2 separate regions of the Oryctolagus cuniculus genome follow, and region 2 is linked to region 1. The links are chromatin contacts, called in public Hi-C maps. All regions are on one chromosome and are shown on one strand. Each heading gives the region's core, a stretch centred on a gene start, on an enhancer-like site or on the middle of the called end of the contact. The rest is flanking DNA. Distances are from core to core; before and after follow the strand shown.

The links. Hi-C and Micro-C count contacts between places; a contact is called where the count stands out from the background.
Region 2: a Hi-C map of an unstated tissue shows a contact between it and region 1, with 2.0 times the contacts expected there. The contact joins the enhancer-like site here to the promoter of CD44 in region 1. A contact is called at or near these places in 2 of 6 Hi-C or Micro-C datasets (embryonic fibroblasts and an unstated tissue).

What each region holds. Positions count from the first base shown.
Region 1 is chr1:30,849,591-30,857,227 of mOryCun1.1, forward strand. CD44 (CD44 molecule (IN blood group)) reads right to left here and starts at 5,808. Exons shown (of 9, transcript XM_002709051.5): 1 at 5,557-5,808. The coding sequence starts at 5,623.
Region 2 is chr1:30,902,762-30,909,765 of mOryCun1.1, forward strand. No RefSeq gene overlaps it. Among named protein-coding and RNA genes, the nearest start is that of CD44, 51 kb to the left of the region's middle. Within about 2 kb of position 1,405, at least 6 of the 8 cell types and tissues checked have an H3K27ac peak or open chromatin away from gene starts, as enhancers often do.

The sequences.
Region 1 (7,637 bases), core at 4,558-7,057:
AGTCCCAGCTACTCCTCTTCAGATCCAGCTCCTTGCTGATATGCCTGGGAATGCAGTGGAAGATGGTCCGAGTGTTTGGGCTCCTGCACTGACATGGACACTCAACTGAAGCTCCTGGCTCCTGGCTTCAGCCTGTCCCAGCCCTGGCCTTTACGGTCATTTGGGGAGTGAACCAACAGATGGAAGATGTCTGTCTCTCTGCCCCCACACCTCGTAACTCTGCCTTTCAAATAAATAAAATATTTTTTTAAAAAAAGAGAATGACTGGGCCGGTGCCATGGCTCAATAGGCTAATCCTCCGCCTTGTGGCACCAGCACACCGGGTTCTAGTCCCAGTTGGGGCACCAGATTCTGTCCCGGTTGCCCCTCTTCCAGGCCAGCTCTCTGCTGTGGCCAGGGAGTGCAGTGGAGGATGGCCCAAGTCCTTGGGCCCTGCACCCGCATGGGAGACCAGGAGAAGCACCTGGCTCCTGCCTTCGGATCAGTGTGATGCGTCGGTCGCAGCACGCCAGCTACGGCGGCCATTGGAGGGTGAACCAACGGCAAGGGAAGACCTTTCTCTCTGTCTCTCTCTCTTTCACTGTCCACTCTGCCTGTCAAAAAAAAAAAAAAAAAGAGAATGACTGACCAGCTACATTCACATGCATATCGGCACATGTGTTCAGACTCATGTACTAATATATGTACACACACACTCATAATATGGAGATGTATACATCTAGAAAACAAGAACCAAATATGTGGTTTCTCCTGGTAATTCACACACTAAGATCAAGAAATAACATATTATATTTCTCTCCAAAGTATACATATTTTCTGAACCAAATATCAATTTCTGCGGACACTAGACTAAGAAGTTGCAAAGATGTGAAATTCTTTATGTGAAAAGCCTTATAAAGTGTTTGACTTATAATCACATGAACTCATGTATTTATCTGTAGAAAGATACAGAGACATTTAGTCAAAATATACAGCATATGTCAATTGGTAGAGTTCTTGCACATTCAAGATCCTGACTCTTCAAGAATATCTGGACTGCACACTCACTGCATCCATGCCAACAGGACTCCAGAGCGACACGCCCTAGAAGGGGCCTTTCCAAGCTCCTGGCCAATTGGGCTGGCTTCCCAAACTCCTGCTGTCCAGTTTTGGGGGAGTACACTATTAAGAAAAAATTGTACCTGGCTACGTGAGTAAAAAAAAAATGCAATTCTTATTTAAGGCAGAAAGCATCATCCTATCCCAGTAATTCTAAAGAATATTTGTGTCCTTCCCATTCAAGCAGACACAAAGGAAATTGAGTCATCAGCTTCTGGCTGTGCAAACCCCAGAATTTCTCTTTGAGACATGAAAGATCCCCTTTGAACACTGCACTGTGCGTGGCAGCATCTGCCACCTGCCGCAGCTTCTTTCACTAGAACCACTTCCTTCTCGGGCCCTGGGTGGAGTCAGTTGCAATGGAGGTGCTGGCAATACAACTGCTGCTGCTATCTTGTCCCAGCCCCAGATCTACTCCCAACCAGGACGGACTGCTGGGGAGGCCCCGCTCGCATTCCCACCACCTCCTCTGCCTCGGGGACCCCAGCCTGGAGGCCTGACTCTGCAGGCAGATCTGAAACCTCCCTTGGTTGGCCACGTGTCACCTAGTGCTCCTCACCGGGTTTCGGTTCAAGATCCTTGAGTTTAGTAGAGAGAACCATGTCAGCCCACTGCCTAGATACCTCAAGACTTCTTCCCAGGGCACACATAGCCTGCTGATGATCCTCTGAAGACAGATTCTCAGGGTCAATGCCACTGGAGTGCTTACAGGGTCAGGGTGACAGCCCTTACAAGGACATTGCCCTGACTTGTCTCTTCAACAAAGAAACAGCCTCCCTCTCTCTCTCTCTCTTTCTTTTCCAAACCCTGCAAATGAGAGCATGTCTAGAAGGCAGCTGGACTCTGATAAGGGAACTGACTTATTTTAGAAGCAAATAACTAGGTTGGCATCTCCGACAGCTGTGGCCATGCCTGGGGGGTGGGGGTGGGGTGGGGTGGAGACAGGCTAGCCCCAGACAGGGCAAGGCAGCTAAGAGTCTACAGCCTGCAAGAGGGCGGAGAGAGAAGCCACTCATACCAGGCTTCACCTGTGCCAGGCCCAGGGGACAGGCAGGGTGGGAAAACAACACACAATTTCCAAAGTCCTCCACAGGTACAGTAATGAATGGAAGGCCTGTGGCCACTGGATTCTAACAGGGGGAATTTCACACAGGGGGAATCCCAGCTCCAGCACTTGGTCGGTGGGTGAGTCACATCGTGTCTCGGAGGCTCCATCTCTCTATCTGGCACACGGAGTTAACAGTAGTAATTCACACGGCTGCTCTGAGGCTCCTATCAGAGAATCTATGCCAAGCCCTGACTTAATGCCCAGTACAGGTGCTGTTTGCTAAGTGGTACTTCCTATGGTTTTAGGAACACGTTTTGTACCATACAGTACAATAGCAAGGCACCAAGCTTTGAAAATCGGAGTGCTCTCCTACCCCTCTGGTTATGTTCCTGCAGGTGCTAGAAGCCCCACAGCATCTTCCCTGAGTGTTAGCTAAGAAATACACAAGATTGCTTCTGTCAAAACACACAAGATTGCTCTTGTACTAAACACACAAGCTTGCTCTGATACTAAATACACATGGTTGTTCTTATACTAAACACACAAGAGTGCTCTTACATTAAACCCAAGCTGGCACAAGGCAGAGTAAATGACAGAACTGCTAGGCATGCACAAGATAGCACTTGAGCATAGAACACATATTGTTGCCCCAACAGACAACAGCCTCCCCGCCCACTACAGGACCGGGGGCCAGACTCCTCCCTCCTCGAGTCAGGGGTATTTCCCTAACCAAACGGGCACAAGCACCCCGCCCTCACATCCTAACAAGTCTCAGAGAGGGAAAGTCACTCTTCCACTTCCTTCAGGGTCTTTTTTTTCCTCCTTGGAAAAAAGAAGGGATTTTTCTAAACAATCCTTAATGTCTGTCTCTGTCTCTGTGTCTATGAAAATGAATCAGAAAAGATTTGTTGAATGAATGAAAGGGAGTCTGTCATATACTAGGAATTTCAGGATGCCTAGCATCCACTCCTGCATGGGGTAATTTGGAAGAAAATGGAACTTTTTCCTACTCATCTTGTCACCACACCTTTGCTGGAAGTACATGGCCAATGTGTAATAGGGGGAATCCTTGAATTAATCAGTGCTAATCCTGGTAGGGATGGAGTGTTGCTTCCTCACTTGGGCACATGGGAACACAGCTGTAGCTCTAACTCCGGACAAAGTTCAGTGGGGACAGGGAGGGGTCTGCCACTCCCAGTCCCACAATTCCCAGACACAATCCAGTTTTTCAATGCCAAGGCCACAGTTCCCTAGCCATGACCTAGCTCACAGAGAAGCAGAGATATGATGTGCTTGGGTGGGGGGGGGCTCACCCCCAGGCCTCTATCAAGGGCCACTTTCTTTAAGCCACCCACAGCACCTCATTCAACTCTCCAACTCAGCTTCTCGGACTGACATTCCTTACCTACATGGGGCCATTTCTCTACCTTTCGCTTTTGTATACAAAGATTGGATGCTTCTTTCTACCCACAAGCCTTGCTCCACTTCACAGCTTCCCATTGTCCTCCAGAGCCCACCACTCCCCAACAAGAAGCAACTCCTTCTTCTCCTTCCCCTGTCTTCCTGCCCAGCCCCAAGCCCTCTATGAAGCCACATCGCCTCTGCAAGTCTCAGTTCCTTCCTTCCAAAGAGCTTTCTGAGCACGTGAAAGCCCGTGCCCAGGCAGCTACAGTCACTGTGCTTCCTCCAAAGGAAGGGAGGTTCTGAGAGACCACAGGCACCCCAGGCAGGAGCGAGCCCGCTGGGAGAGCCTCAAGGCTGAGGATGGTGCCAAGTACTTGGAGGTAGAACCCTTTAGAAGAAGCAGGGAGTCAGGATTCAGAACACCTTGGAACCAAAGCAGAAGACCCGGCAGGGAGGTAGGCAGCGTACAAATAAACCTCCCAGGTGGTCACAGAGAAGCCTCCTCTGCCCCCCTCCTCTGACACCAGGCCCCAACGCTCTCCCTGCTTCCAAGAGTCTCTTCTCTCCCATCCTGAGCTTTCTGCGTTTCAAGGGGCTGCTGGAGCTCCAGTTCCTGCCCAGAGCCCCTCCTGCCCTGAGCTCCTTTAAGAGTCGGCCCTTCCCTTTGAGTCTAACCCATCCTAAGCCTGGCCTTTGGCATTCAGTGGGCCAGGGTTCCAACCCAGCACAGTCCTATCTGTGTGAAACCTCTCTGTGCCTCAGTTTCCCTCCCAGAAAACAGACCCAATGATGGGCCACTGTGGGAGTTCAAGGAGGTAACACAGACCAAGGATTTAACACAGTGCCCTGCACAGGGAACGGTGCAGTAGGGGGTAGCTAGCATTGTTCTTGCTGTTATTATTACCACTATTGTTACTTCTGTCCTCAGGAAATGCAATTCTAGGTCCTTAACCTAGCCTCATCTAAAGTACCCAGGTGGGACTGTGTCTCTGGCTTTCCTGGATACCCCCAAACTGAGTTTAATAAACACTCACTGAGTATTATGAACCATAGGCTGAGCGGTCTTAATGACCCAGCTGGCACTTGTTGAAAGAAAAATTAATTTTCCAAGCGATAAGCAAATCAACCGTGTAATTATCTGTACATATATAGACAAAGAAAGGGAACACTTGGAGTTGAGCCACACCAGAATACCTCACACACTGCACGCCCCTCAGCGGCCACAGAAAGGCACCAGTCTGTTCGCATGTGATACTGGAGCCCTGGCTCCGAGGTCCCTGACTTCACGCTGGTGTCCAGACTCTCCTCCCTGGGGTGAGACTGCCAGGCAGGGGCAGGGAACAGGAGCCACATTCTTGTTTGGATTTCCCCAAACTGATTGGCAGAACAGAAGGCTGGCAGAGTTGAGCAGGCGCCCAGTCATTGTCCCTCTTATTCGCACTCCTTGCCCCAGGCTAGAACCTCATCTCCAGGGTTGGTTCAAGTTCTAGGGTTCAAGTTCAAGGCTAGGGTGGTCAGGGGCAGGACCAGACAGCCAGAGGTTGGAAATCAGGCTCACTGGGCAGCCACATGAACACAGGAGCTCTTTCTGGAAAGCTCACTGCCTCCGGCTCCCACCCCTGTAACTCTGATCACCTCTGGCCACCCTGCCAGCAGCCCCTACCCTAGCTCTGGCTCCCCTCCCTGCCTCTGCGCGCACCCAGAAGTACAGTTATTCTGCCATGTGCTCCAGCTCCGGCGCCCTCACGCCGAACTTGAGAGGGCAGCCTGCCCGGCCAACTCTCTGCCTCCTTTTCCACTCCACCAAACGGTGCTTCCCACCGACAGACTCGCCAACCGCTTAGCGCAAATCCCAGCGCTGCTCTCCTGAACTCAGTTCAGGTCACTCACCGCCCCACTTGACTCCAGCCTCCCAGGGCGGACTCAATCTACCGGGCTCCTGCCCGGCTGCTCCCTGGACACTGCGGACACCCCTGCCGCCGCCCTGGGCTGCGGCGGGCACTCACCGATCTGCGCCAGGCTCAGCTGCACTAGGCAGAGTCCCCAGGCTGCGCGCCACCAAAACTTGTCCATGGTGTGTCCCAGCGAATCGAGTGAGCAAGCGGTGGTGCTGGAGGAGGGGAGGTCCCGGGGCGCGGGGCGGGGGCCGGTGGAGGACGGGGCGCACGGGGCGGACCGAAGCTGTCAGAGGTTGGGGGCCGCTGGGCAATGAGGCCGCCTCGGAAGTTGGCTGCAGTTTTTATTCGAGGCTTGAAAGTGACCTAAGAGGGAGGGAGCGAGCGCAGGACACACCCAAGCGAGGGGCTGTGTCTAAGGCGCCGGCGGAGGTTTAAAGACGTACCAGCAGTCCTTGGCGCGGGCCTCCGCCCCTGCCCGCCCTGGCTGCCTGCGGACTCCCTGCGCCCCCAGTCCGTGCGCCCCGGGACGCCCGTCAGCTGGCTCCGCCGCTTGCTAGGATGACTGAGCCCCTAAAACCTCCCTCCCTTGTGTTTAGCCTCTGCCTCTCCTTTCCCGCTAGCTTTCTTTTTGCATTTGGTTTGGGGAGCATTTCTGGGTCTCCCAGGCAGGTGGGCGTCCTGGGCGAGGATTGGAGGTGGGGGAGGCAGGGGCTTAGGTTTCCTCCCAGGGGAGGAGGGCAGAGTGCATTCTTCTTCCCTTCGAAGAATAGTGAGGTCCGCATCGTCGGTGGCAGTGACGTTTTGCTTCTCCTTAGGACTGCTCAGGGAAAGCGACCCAAGGCCCGCCCTGGGGCTGCGATTTGGATCCCGCAACCGCCGCGTTCATTCTGTGCCCACACACTCAGTCTTCCTCCTGAATAACCTTCCATTCACCGTCCATCTATCCACCCATCTTTCCTTACGTACTTCCGGAGCGCTAATATCCATCCGGCCCACTGTCCATCTATTATCTGTTCAAATCCATTCATCTTCCCATTCATCTACTGATCCACTGGCTCCATCCATTCAACCAGCCATCCATCCATCCAACCGCCTTTTCTTCCGCACATCCTCCCACACAGCTGCTCCTCCACCATTCTGTACCTCCGCTTTCACATCTCTTTGTGCTCCCGACCCAGAAACATCTCCTTTCCAAACACCTCTCTGTTAGTTGATGTATCCATTCATCTCACATCCATCCATCATCAACATTTCTACCCATCATTTATCTGTGCTGTCATCCACCCCCACATTCAACCCTCCTTTCCTGCTCCCTTTTATACCACATTCTACACAAACATTCATCTACTCTCCCCAGTGTAGCCTACCTAGTAAATCTAAACAGGAGAAGGGACTGTCATGTTTGTTTTCTTCTTTAAAGATTTATTTATTTATTTGAAAGGCAGAGTTACACAGAGAGAGAAGGAGAGGCAGCAAGAGAGAGAGAGAGAGGTCTTCCATCCACTGGTTCACTCTCCAGAGCTGTGCTAATGCAAAGCCAGGAGCCAGGAGCTTCTTCCTGGTCTCCCATGAGGGTGCAGGGGCCCAAGGACTTGAGCTATCTTCTACTGCTTTCCAAGGCTATAGCAGAGAGCTGGATAGGAAGTGGAGCAGCTGGGACTCGAACCAGTGCCTATAAGGGATGCCGGCACTGCAGGCAGCAGCTTTACCCGCTATACCACAGCGCTGGCCTCGACTGTCATGTTCTTTCAGGAAGGCATTTCAAGTTTGAAGATATAAAAAACTACATTTTGGATCCTAATTCCATCTTCACCTAGAAGATACTATGGTGCAGTGTTTGGAAAGCAAAAGCAGTTTTAATGTGGACTACTGAGAGTAGATCTCAATGAACTTCTTGCCTTGGGCAATGCACAGAAAGTGAAAGTGACCATCTGTAGCTGTGGCAAGGTCCTGAAGGAATCATGCTTGAATTTCCAAGGAAAGGCAAGATTCTGTAATTTATTGAAAGAAATGGGAAAACTGGGCAGTGAGGCACCCAGCCACCTGCTTACCCATTTACTCATCAAATGAGTAATGGGCACAAAAAAGTCTCAAGATAGATGAGGCCTGACCCTGTCTTTAGGGACTGTCCATGCTGATAGGAAAGCGAACTTTCCGGGTGGGTGTTTGACTTGGCAGTGAAGGCACTG
Region 2 (7,004 bases), core at 155-2,654, 49 kb after region 1:
GTACAGCTTCCACCACGCAAAATATGAACACCACCCCATAAATCACACGTTAGTCACAAACTGAGATGCCAAGAGAGAAAAGGATTCTGCTGACCACAGGTGGAGCTGAGCTGAGCCACAGTTGCAATCCTGGCCAAGTGGACTTCATTTCTGACCCAGAGGGCCCTGCGACCCATGCTGAGAAGGGGTAACCTCCCCCTGGGCAGCGTGGGAAATACATTCAAGAAGGAGGCTTCTCAGCTCAATGGTGTTTGTTGGCTCAAAACCTCCGCTCACATCACTGATGCATATACATCATAAAGCAATTTAGATTCTTCAGGGAGAATTAGATAATGATGGACACTTGGAAATTGTACGAAAACGGAGGCACACCCTGAATGCTGTGGTTAAAAGCTGGAAACCACAACCTCTGGGCCCCTCCGTAGTCACACCATCCCTTCCTGACACCATGAGTAATTGCCTGATGGAGACGCGGGAGCAGGCGAGGAGGCCTCTGCATTCTGCGTGGTTCAAATACCTATGGGGAGGATTCAGCAGCTCCCTGCTGTTTGAAACCGCCACGCCCAGGGGCTGCCGGGAGAAAGAGGATCTCCCAGGGCTGGCTTCACACCCCCTTCCAAATATTGAGGAAGCATTTTTTGTCTCTGTGCCGGCTGCCATGGAGACCGAGCGGGAACACATGTAAACACGGCGCGCTGTGGTTCCTCTTCTCAATGGCTTTGCCCTCGCCGGCTCGGAGCTGCAGTTTGCAGCCACATCAGTGGGCCCTGCGGTTTCGGGCCTCAGACCTACGAGGCTCCTTTTTGAGGAACTCGTGTCCCACAAAGGGACTAGGAGACACCCTACATTGCGGGTCCTGAGATGTGCACTTGAAATATTTGCCGTTTTGCTGGTAGCGCCCAGTGAATCCACCTCCCCACAGCCTCCATCTTCTCAGCTGTAAAATGGGCGATGGGGGCATGTGGACAGCGGGAAAGCCGGCTACATGTAGGGGAAGAAATGAGAACGGACGAACGGGAACGGCTGTGACAGCTTTGGCAAGATGAAAGTGCGAGGCATGTTCCGGAGTTTCAGTATGTCATTACCGGCTCCTCCCAAAGTTTCCTCAAACCCGGGTCTCGTCCTGGCACTGGGGTGCGCAATGGCCACCGCAGCTCAGATGGGAGTGCTCCAAGCCTGCTATGGTCACTTGCAGCTGCGCACTGCTACGGAAAGCAGGCGAACCGGAGCCCTTGGCGCCTCCCTCCAATTTACCAGAGCCTAGAGGTGGTCAGGGGCCCCAGCTCCCAGCCAGCTCCCAGCCAGCTCCCCAGCTCACTCCCCAGCTAAGGGCAGCCTAGCTCAGCCCACCCAGTATCTCCTGGCCCTTGAAAAAACCCAGGTGTTGTCTTGTAACACACGCTCAAGTCGGAGACACCAGCGGATCCAACAGAGGACCAGAGCAGAGGTGTGGTAGTCCCTCTCATTCCAGCGGGTGGTGTGGCTGCCTCTGGGGTGTGCGAGGTGGGGTGGGGCCTCCCACGCTCTGAGGAGGTCTCACCCGAATGTTCCTCTCCATCTCCCTGGCAAACCCGCGGGGGGCTGCGGTGACAGGGGTAGCCAGGGCCAAAGGATTCAGTCTACCAGGCGGGGCGGGGCCTCCCTGGCTGCTTCCTCCATATCCACTCTCCCTTCCAGAGCCCTAGATCTCTGTGTGTGATTTATCATTCAGTTCAAGGATCAGAGAGACTCCACAGCCCGGCCCTGGGAAGCAGCAGCCCAGTACACATGTGCAATCGATGATGAGAGGAGGCTGGAAGTGTTGCGCCTCCGTGCTCTCCCCATCCCAGCCCAAACGTCCCAGTCTGCGCAGGAGCAGAGCTCACCAGACAGGAATGTAGAGCCCATGTGAGCTGCAAGAGGTGGGAGGGAGCCGAGGACTGTCAGGGACAAAGCAAGAGCACAACCAGGTCAAGAATTCCCCAAATTCCCTTCCCTTGACGCTCCACACCCCACATGACCAATCAGGAAAGGAAAAAAAATGAACACATGTGCGCATATCTATCAGAATTCCCACGGAGCTGAGAACAGGGACCAGAGCGCCTTGTGCGTTTTGCCTGTGTTTGCTTTGCCAGGAAAAGGAGGATTAGAAGGGAGTTGAGAAGGACGCAAGACATGATACAGATAGTAACAAGCAGAAGGGGCTCGTGGGAGCCTGGAATAGTCTCTTCTTCAACTTGTGACTGTGGCGTGAGTCCTGGGGTGTTGCAAATTCAGCAGAAGTTTCTGGCCTCGTGGAGTTTAGCACGATGAAAAGGAAGTGGGCAACCAAAATGACACATTAGTGAAAACAACCACACTGTACTGAAGTAAACCTACACACCTGCCCAAGGCAGAGCAGGAGGTAGGGCGTGTACAAGGGGTGGGGGGTTGCCATCCAAGAAAGGATAACCAAGCAGCCCTCACGGGGAAGGTGGCAGGTGGCTGAGGTCCTGGGGGGGAAGAGCAGGAGCTCTTGCTGGTGTCTGGGAAGGGTGATTCTGAGACCCAGGTGGACAGCACTGTGGGTTAAGCAGTGAGTGAGCGGGGCACGAAGAGGGTGAGGCTGGAGTGTGAAGTCTCAGAATAGGGGAGCCGTGAGGGCCCTGGAGGGACGCAGGCTTTTCCTCTGAATTGCTCGAGGAGGCATTGGAGGGGGGCCATAAGTGCAGAAGTGACTGGACTTCTCATTGAGGATCATCTTGGTTGCAGGAAGGGTACGTCGGAGTGGGCTGCTGCTTGTACTCTGAGTCTGAAGCCTGCTGTGGCTGTTTAACAGGGGAAGTGGAAGGTGCTAGCGAGGTTAACAAGGAGAGAACACCGAAAGTTTCTCACATACTCAGAAGGACTGCGAGGAACTGGAAATGGAATACTTTGCGTGTGATTCAGTGCTAATTAACGGTGTCCACACACCACCTAAAATCATCTTGGCTCCCACCAGTGGTTCACCTCCCACCCCCTTGGAAAATGTGGTCTTTAAGAGAAGCCAAGTGCTCACCACACAGAGAGGCTGTAATTTACTCACTCCATGAGGTTCCTTGCAGGCAGCTGCTGCCCAGACAGGACTTAAAAACCCTAAGCCTACCTGGTCTTAACTCACAGCATGGACTAAAATTCAAAATGAAAATGCTTTATTCAAGTGCAATGGGCTCATCAGTTGATTCACACGTTCTCAGATATGCAAAAATATGCAGCTTCTTTGTTTTCTGTAATTGAACAAACTTGCCTGTGCACTCCTAAGCCTGTGGAGTATGGAGGAAAAGACTGAACTCGCACGGTCACTCGGCAGAGCTCGCATATCTTATTTTCTTCCAGCACACTCTGGCCCCCTGATATTGGCACCTGAATCCAGGCTTGGTGAAAGTGGCCTTCCCATGTGGCTCTGGGAATCTGCATGATGGCCTGTGGTCTTGGTAGACTCCCCGATGGATGTCTCTGTCCATTTAAGTACTGTGCCAGAGTCCCCTGAGGTGTTTCTGGTCTGACTTGTCCATTAGCATGCAATGGCATTCAGAGCCATGAAACACTGACTCCGTCATTACTTCTTTTTAAAAAAATGGATCTGTTTTTATCTATGTTTCTATTTTTTTAAAAGATTTATTTATTTATTTATTTGAGAAACAGAGCTACAGACAGGGAGAGGGAGATTCAGAGAGAGGGGTCTTCCGCCCTCTGGTTCACTCCCCAAATGACCGAAATGGCTGGAGCTGGGTGGATCCAAAGCCAGGAGCCAGGAGCTTCTTTCAGGTCTCCCATGTGGGTAAAGGGGCACAAAGACTTGGGTCATCATCCACTGCTTTCTCAAGCACATTAGCAGGGAGCTGGACTGGAAGTGGTGCATCCGGAACTTGGACTTGTGTTCAAATGGGATGCCAGCGCTTCAGGCAGAGGCTTAGCCTACTACTCCACAGCGATGGCCCCATTTTGTATTACATCTAAAAATCAAAGTGGGCTGGTGCTGCGGGTCACTAGGCTAATCCTCTGCCTGCGGCTCTGGCACCCTGGGTTCTAGTCCCGGTCGGGGCACCAGGTTCTGTCCCGGTTGCTCCTCTTCCAGGCCAGCTCTCTGCTGTGGCCAGGGAGGGCAGTGGAGGATGGCCCAAGTGCTTGGGCCCTGCGCCTGCATGGGAGACCAGAAGAAGCACCTGGCTCCTGGCTTTGGATCAGCATGGTGCGCCAGCCGCAGCGGCCATTGGAGGGTGAACCAATGGTAAAGGAAGACTTTTCCCTCTGTCTCTCTCTCTCTCACTGTCCACTCTGCCTGTCAAAAAAACAAAAAATCAAAGTGCACAATCTTATTGGCCTCCACTTTCCATCCCAGGCCTATGCATTTCCAGTGAGCCCTCGCTGGCTCCCCTTGAGCTTCACCAGAGCCCAGAGGAACATGGAGATACATCATTTTTCTGTCCATGGGGAAGATCCCTCTATGACTATGACACTACCTCTCTCGAGTCACGTGAGACAGGGCACCAAGTCAAATGTGGGACTACTCAGGGTGCTTTCAGCCTCCTATGCTGTGTTTTTAACTTCTCAATACCTTTCGAAATAGTTCTATAGTTCCTGCCCCCAAAAAGCTTGTTCCTGAGGAAGAGGGAGGCAGGACCCCGAGGTTAGAAAGTCTTACCCTCCTTCCCTCTTTCTCCTCATTGTCATCCTTCCTTGGGAATAAAGGGGTGAACTTTCCCCCTTTCCTCTTCCTTTCTGGTGAGAACTTTCCCCTGACAGCATCCTTTCTGCCCTGCCCTGTTCCCCAGAGCTATGGTGATTGCATCGAATATGCCCTTGGGAAATAAACTCTGCAGCAGAATTAGGAATGCAAGAGGCTCCTTGGGTGTCTCTATTAGCCTCAGGGGGGAAAAAGCACAGACTGGGTGGTTTAAATGACAGAAACTCATTTCCCACAGTTCTGGACACTGGGTGTTTGAACTCAGGTGCCAGCGTGGTTGGAGTCTGAGGACCCTCTTCTTGCTGCATACTTCGTCTTCTCAAGTGTGTTCTCACGTGGTAGGAAGAGCAAGAGCACTTTCTGCACCCCTTTCGTAAGAACATCAATCCCAGTCACGAGGGATCCTCCCCTATGATCTACTTCCTTCCTAAAGGCCATCACTTGGGGGTTGCGATCTTCACATCTGAATTTTGGGAGAACACAAGTGCTCATTGCACTGAGGAAGGATACATATGAATCTTAAGGAGGGAGGAAGCAGAGTGGGCCAGGGAGAGCCTTAGTCTCTCATGCAGACCCAGCAACGTATTGGCCCATCCAAAGGGAAATTCCATAACAAAGACTGTTCATTTGAAGAGATTCATCTTGAGAACCAAATCCTAGCTTCCCCCACCCGCAACACACACACACACACACACACACACACACACTAGGCTCAACCACTGTTCGGGGCTTCCCAGGAAGAGGACAGTCTCAACCAAAGAGGGGAGGTAGGCAAAGTTGCTGGGAGTCGTAGACCATAAGCTAGTTAGTTGCACCCTTACAGCTGAACAGTAGGCTTGTTCTCGGCAGTGGATCTGCATGGGCTCTTCCAATATGGCCACAATGGTGGCAATGCTGCTACAGAATGACTGATAGAGGAAAACAACGACAATTATATATTAGTTTAATACTTTCTAGGTTTTTGATATAACCATATTACCCAGTCTCTTAAAGTCCTCACTGAACATGATGCTTCCCACCGCAGGTGAGATTTACCCCCTGGTCACCACAGCATAGAGAAGGTTACGCAGATTCGACTTCTTTTGAACCTTTTCCCCGGAAACCTACAGAGAATGTAATGCTGGCTTAACACAAAACCATGAGCATGACCCTCACGGAGTCATCAGGATTTTATCTCACAAACTTTCTGTAAAACCCCAAAATGCCCACTTTTATTCAATGTGAGGATTCAGAAAACACCCTGTAGTTGAACTACACCTAAGTTTTCATTCTGCTGTCATGGAAATTAAAGTGGTTTGTTGATAAGAAGACTACCATTAGCATCACTAGCGTGGATAGACAGCTGCAAATCTGAAGCAAAGAAAACTCCAGTGAGTCAGAAGCCAATCACCCAACTGTCTGTTACCAGGTTTCCTTCCTGTGAGTCACTTCAAAAAGTTTGACTTCTTCTTTCTCAGTTTCCAGCCCTTCTCTGGTTTAATCAATGACAGTTAACGTCACATTGTCCCTCTTGATGGATGTGATTGGTTCTTTTTCCTGAACAGCCCTTGGAAAGAAACTGGTGAGAAGGATGTCCTCATAAAAGGTGTGTGGAGGGAGAGGCAAAAGGCACAAGAGATCTAGAAATTCTTTGTTGCCCTGGGAGTTTAAACATTGTTTAATTTAGTTATAGTTTATCACAAAGGTAGCCTGTGAATAATGTGACCAGACAAAATTCAGGACTGCTAGTAGAATTCAAATTTCAAATAGTGAGTCATTTTTTGAGTCATTTTTAATATAATAATCAACTCCAAGCCTCATCATCTAGCTTAGAGGTCACCAAACATTTTCTGTTTGAACATATTGTCAGCTTTACAAGCTCTGTAGTATCTGTCACAGCTACTCAATATGACCAGACACATGTCCCAATAAAGCGTTATTTATAAAAACAGATTATCCACTGTATTTGGCCCTATGGTCATAGTTTGCTAAGTCCTGTTCTAAAAGATCTTGTGATCTTGCTTTTCCTGCTGAAAAGTGTCTCCCTAGATATAGATGCTAGCCTATCAGCTCATGGAAGCTATGCAAATTGTACTCCACACAACATGGGTGGCTTCTCCCTGCTCCCATCAGAAGCCAGTCCTGTCTTACCATCTCGACACCCTAACCTTGGACCTGGCAGCTCTTGGCTTCCTTTCCCCCTCTCTACCAGCTTCTGAAGGGCCAGCATTGCTTGAGGATAGGCACACTCAGGGAAGTTCATTTCTATTTTTGCTTTCTGTCGCTAGAATCCAGTCCCTTTCTTTCCACAAACACTCTCTTAGTTCGAGATTCTGTTTCC